2 separate regions of the Sus scrofa genome follow, and region 1 is linked to region 2. A link is a contact called in public HiChIP or PLAC-seq data. All regions are on one chromosome and are shown on one strand. The core of a region is the stretch at or near the end of the contact, and the rest is flanking DNA. Distances in the headings are between cores, read along the strand shown. Region 1 overlaps RAPGEF2 (rap guanine nucleotide exchange factor 2). Region 2 overlaps LOC110262100 (rap guanine nucleotide exchange factor 6-like).

The links. HiChIP or PLAC-seq counts read pairs in DNA pulled down with a chosen protein or histone mark.
Region 1: an H3K27ac HiChIP or PLAC-seq map of alveolar macrophages shows a contact between it and region 2. The contact joins two enhancer-like sites. A contact is called at or near these places in 2 of 47 Hi-C or Micro-C datasets (epiblast stem cells and liver) and 2 of 2 datasets of contacts at active chromatin or transcription factors (alveolar macrophages and skeletal muscle).

What each region holds. Positions count from the first base shown.
Region 1 is chr8:48,251,529-48,254,228 of Sscrofa11.1, reverse strand. All of the region lies in intron 11 of RAPGEF2 (rap guanine nucleotide exchange factor 2), which reads right to left. Among named protein-coding and RNA genes, the nearest start is that of RAPGEF2, 69 kb to the right of the region's middle. Within about 2 kb of position 1,443, at least 3 of the 83 cell types and tissues checked have an H3K27ac peak or open chromatin away from gene starts, as enhancers often do. A contact at or near this core is called in alveolar macrophages and skeletal muscle, where this site is marked.
Region 2 is chr8:48,164,672-48,167,493 of Sscrofa11.1, reverse strand. It overlaps LOC110262100 (rap guanine nucleotide exchange factor 6-like), which reads right to left. Exons shown (of 7, transcript XM_021101306.1): 7 at 1-2,822. Among named protein-coding and RNA genes, the nearest start is that of RAPGEF2, 17 kb to the left of the region's middle. Within about 2 kb of position 1,408, at least 29 of the 83 cell types and tissues checked have an H3K27ac peak or open chromatin away from gene starts, as enhancers often do. A contact at or near this core is called in alveolar macrophages and skeletal muscle, where this site is marked.

The sequences.
Region 1 (2,700 bases), core at 194-2,693, 87 kb before region 2:
GCATAAAACTTGCAGTTAATATAAAAACATCACTAATATATTGGATTGTAAATTAGAAGAGCAACTACTGCCAAAGTATATACAACTCAACTTCTTTTCTCATTTTGGTTGCGCCCATGGCATGAAGAAGTTCCCAGGCCAGGGATCAAACCCATTCCACAGCTGTAACAACACTGGATTCTTAACTGCTAGGCCACCAGGGAACTCCCCAATTTATGTTTCTTAAGGACATAGTATGTTTCCCTAAAATCTATGTCTTTTTAACTAGACAAATCATAACAAACATTAGCATAGTTTCTGAGTACAGAAATATATTCAAGAAAAGATGATAGTCATGGAAGTAGATTTAAGAAAAAGTACATTTTTATAAAGGCATTTAGTCACTCAAATGATGATTTCTGCCTCAGAATGATAAGCTGTTTTATCATCTTATCATTAAGAACTGAAGAAATTGAGCAAAATGAATAGGGAAAAAAAAATCAAACTTCCCCAATTTCATTCTCCAACGTTTCAGAGAAATAAATGAGATCATGGATGAAGTCAGATGTAAAGAAAGCCTGACACGGACATTATTTCTTAATTATAAAGGGCATAAAAAAGCAGTGGTGTGTGGTGACATTTCCTGGTGTCAAAAGAAGCAGCAATGGAAATCCAATGAGTCACTTTTACTTTTAACTCTCTACTCAGAATTTCTAGTTAAACGTTTAAGTTTCGAAAGAAATACTGCTTCATGTTGATAGCGATAGACTCAATTCCATTTATAAAAGCTTTGGGACAACTCTTGAGACATGATTTAATAATACATTAAAACATTATTTCCAGATTTGAAAGGTCAACTCTTTTCAAAACAAAGCATCAGAATATGACAATAAGCACACACAAACACACAATAACTAGATCACAAGCAAATGGTCATAATACAACAATAAGCACACGCAGAATAACTAGATCACAAGCAAACAGTTATAGCTCTGATTTGTATAAATACCTTGAAAAAAGGAAAAAGAAGATCATAATGAGGCTGGGATGTAAATCAAGGTGTCATAAATAAAATTAAGACACTTGGCATCAATTAGGCTTTCAGATGATATAGCTTAAGCATAATACCTACCATTTTTAATAGCTATGAAAAAAAAAATCTAGCAGCACTCTCCCTCTCTTTTGGGGGGAAGTGGAAATTACACAGGCAAATAAGTAAGGACAAGACTAAAGATGATTTTAGTATAAATTCTTCAAAATTCACAGGTAAGCCCACAACAGATTTAAATGTGTATTAAGTGCATGCATATAAAGAAAGGATTGATTTTCTGTGAAACATTAAAACCTCACCTTATTAGTGGAATTTTATTTTTCAACCACAAAAACCTGGTTTTATATTGCCAAAGGTATGTCATACATGACCTGAAACATCTACAGTGGACACAAGCCAACCTGGCTCTTGCTGGCACAGACAGCTCTCAATACTACCATATGCCAGGCATGCCCCAAAGAGCGCCTTCTTCAGTGCTGTTTCTCAGCCACATTTTATTTTTAGGGCTGCACTTGCAGCATATAGAAGTTCCCAGGCTAGGGGCTGAATTAGAGCTGCAGCTGCAGCATACACCACAGTTATAGCAACATGGGATCCAAGCCGCATCTGTGATTTACACTACATCTCACAGCAAAGCCAGATCCTTAACCCAGGGATGGAACTGGCATCCTCGTGGAGATTATGTTGAGTTCTTACCCCACTGAGCTATAGTGGGAACTTCTCAGCCACATTTTAACATCTATCATGGTGAGCTAACTTCTACTGTCCCCTACATCTCTGCCATCCACAGATACAGGACTCTTACTCTTTTGAAGCTGCTTTATATTAAAGACTTAATTCAGAAAGTTCCACCACTGAGCACATCTTCTTACTGGTTGACCTCTTGACCTTTCTCATTGCCACTGACATTTTCTGACCTTTCCTGACTTTATATGTAGTCTGTTGACTTTTATCTCTACTTTGGGCTCAGCAGTCTTTCTCTCCCTACCCGACAACCAGACCTGACTTCTACCATCGTCCTGCCTCACCTTGTCCCCCTACCTTCCCACCCCACTACCCACATCATTCTACTGGGCTATTGATGCCAAGCCACCAGAATCCAGCATCTTAGCTTCTGTAATACTAATAATGTTCGAGAGAGAAAGAGGTGGGAGTTGGGGAGAGGGAGGAAGAGACAGGGAGAGGGAGAGGGAGAGAGAGGGAGAGAGAGAGAGAGAGCGGGGTGTGGGGGTGGAGAGAGAGGAAAATAGTATATCTAGAAGATTTATCTGCTTGATTACTCTGGTAGCTTTGTCAAAAGAAAATATCTTTTTGTAAACATACGCCGATTTCTAGGAGAGAAAAGCTGAAGTAGTAACTAGTATTAAATCTATCATACCAATATAATAGATTCTACAGTTTATTGAGCCTTCTTTTAAATATAATTATTCTTTCCATTTCAATTACTTTACATATATGTATTATTTCAAATAATCTTCATAATAAAATATTTAAACGAGTCATACATGTTCTTCAATGCAAATTGCTTAAGGGGTTTCCTCAGTGCTTTAAAACCAACACATCTAATTATTATCTCCTTTTCCATTTTCTAGCTTTTGAACATATTTTTATTTTTTTGGCTGTAGTATGCAGCAGCTTGATGTGGGGTCTCAGTTCTCAGACCGGGGTTT
Region 2 (2,822 bases), core at 159-2,658:
AGACATTGAATAGAAAGCAAGACACCTGAATACTTCCTTTTTCACCTTCAAATCCTTCCTTTTGGAATTATTCCACCGTTTATTCCAAGTAGCAACTTGTGTTTCAGATCTGGCCCACTCTGTGGTCACATCATTTCTCCTCTAGGCTAGCAATTCTAAATCCCATACCACATCCAATACCACCAGTATTCCACTCAAAAGAGAAGACGACCTAGGAAAAAATAAAAGGCTACTGACCCACACTAAGCCTATAAGAAATCTCTCTAATATAAACGATTGCTCAGGAAGCCTATTTTTTTCTAGTAAATTTTAATTATTTTTTTCCAAAATATCTTAAAGTTATTTCTCAGCCTATGTGTAATTTAAACAATCACAAAGGCTGCAAGGTACACCTGTGAACTGAGTACCTTCAAGTCAGTCACTATCTCTGATATTCTTTACATTACTGAACTATACACTTAATGGTTAAGATGATAAATTTACATGTTTTTTAATAAAAAAAAGAAACACCAAATTATGCACTTTAAATAGGTGAACTGTATGTGAATTGTAACTCAATAAGCTGTTATTTTTTTAATGTGTAAATTCATTCCTAATTAATTTTTTTAAAGAAGGGAGAAAATTTACTTGTGAGATATGGATAATGACTGATTTTATGAGAGACTATAAGGAGGAACATTTATACACATAAATATGTACACAATATAGTAGTATAGCATCTTAAAATTAATATGAAACATTAAAATCTTCATTTCACAAGTGATGTAAACTTAACATTCATACATTGAATAACATGCTAGAGTTTCTTCCAGAGGCCAGTCAACAATATCTTTTAGCTGATAGAAAGGTGTTTTAACATAGGATGCAAAATCAAAGGAGAATACCCAATCACCTAATATTTCAAATAGTACAAACAGACAACTTAGAACTGATAACTTAATTGTAAAAGGTCGATTCTGCACTTATAAGAAGTAGATCTGAATATCAAAGTAGATTTTTTCCAAAGAAAAGAGACATTTTTCAAATCAGCATATTAGCACTGCAAAATCTCCTAAGAAAGAAAGAATCACATAAATGAAACAGCTGAAGATGAAAGGATCTTTGCTGTTGAGACTAAAAGTTAAATTTTAGCCAAGTGTATTTAAAACATGTGCAGGCACAGAGAGCCACCAGTGTTCACAATTAGAGGCAGGACAAAGTGGCAGTGATCTTTCTGACAAATAAACTACTTGAAATATTGCATGACTTGCTACACAACACCCTTATTACTTTCAATTTCCAAGTGCAACCAAAAGATGGGTCCAATTATGACATCAATACAAGCTTTCTTTCAGAATGGAATGAAAGAACAGTAAATCCCAGCAGCCACGGGAGTTCTGCAGCAGCGATGATGTAATATATAAAAATAGACATCCTCTAACAGAAGCTGAAACTTGTGTAAACAGCACACAGCACACTACTCTCAACTGCCTTGCATGAATCTGCAATGCACGCTCTTAATAGCAAGAAATAAATCATTTTTTACACTATCTCCTGATTTACATTTCAATTTCTAAACATACTCTCCATAGTGTAATTTTTCAATCTGTATATATTAAATCAACATAAATACCTGATTATAACTGCAAGAAAGAGAAACAGTCCCCCCAAAGCAAGGAGATAGAGACCACTGCAGCAGCTTTCACATGCTGCATTTTGCCAGAAATGGCAGCACGTGTGGCTCAGGGCTGTTCCGGCCACCTATTGTTCAAAGACCTTTCCAGGGAGCTTCCTGCAGGATTTTACAGTGCAACATGATCTAGGTGAAGAGGGGCCAGTAAACCTGCTGATAATAAGCATGACAAGCAAAGGATACTTTTGACACTTCTCTTTAAAAGACTCTGATGTAAATATAAAACAGCAGGCATGCATACCACAAAAACATATTGGTATTTATCAAAATATGTGGAGTTTTTTGCATCTAATGACCGTAAGAGTCTAACCATATCTCTGTTTTCCATTCTTTACTCCTCAATTCTGTTTTCACGTCTCTACTGGGCTTTCCTCTATTAAAGATTTTCCCCTGAGCCAGGAAACTAAGGCCATTTGAGGAGCCACACCCAATTCCTCAAGATGCTGTGTTTCTGAGCCTCCATACTACCTGGATTTTCCTCTGCTTTAGCTGCCCATTTATTTATCTGTTCTGTGCGAGACCATAAGGTCAATGAGGGCAGCTTCTGTCTGCTTGTAGACCTTTATAGCCAAGGAGTCTGGCACATACCTGACATAAGATAGGCACTCAATAAATATTCACTAAATGAATAAAATATGTAAATGAAAATACTAATTGAACTTTCCTATGAGATAAGAAATGGAATACACAAATTTTCTGAAATTCCATTCTATTATAATTCAGAGGCACTGATGACAATATTGAAGACAAAGGTTTTAAGATTCAATTAAACAAATGCTTGATGAAAGATAAAAATGAAGAATAAAAATATTCCAGTAATTAAATTCCCCATATTTGAATAATTTCTGTATATGCATATAAACAGATTTTAAATATCATATGAATAAATTAGTCAAGTGGGATATGATAGGAACTGATTGTTACAAGTTAAAATTCTAAGACCTTAATATTCATTGATATATTATACAAAACACATGTTCTTACTGTTAAGTAGCAAATATTGGGCCAAACTAGGAAGACCTCAGTAAAAAATTAAATAATCAGTGCCAAAGCAAAGCCATGATATGAGGGAAAATACTGCCTATTTCTAATGCAAGAACAATAGCCTAAGTCATTAAGTCTAATGTCAAATAAATATGTATAATCACAC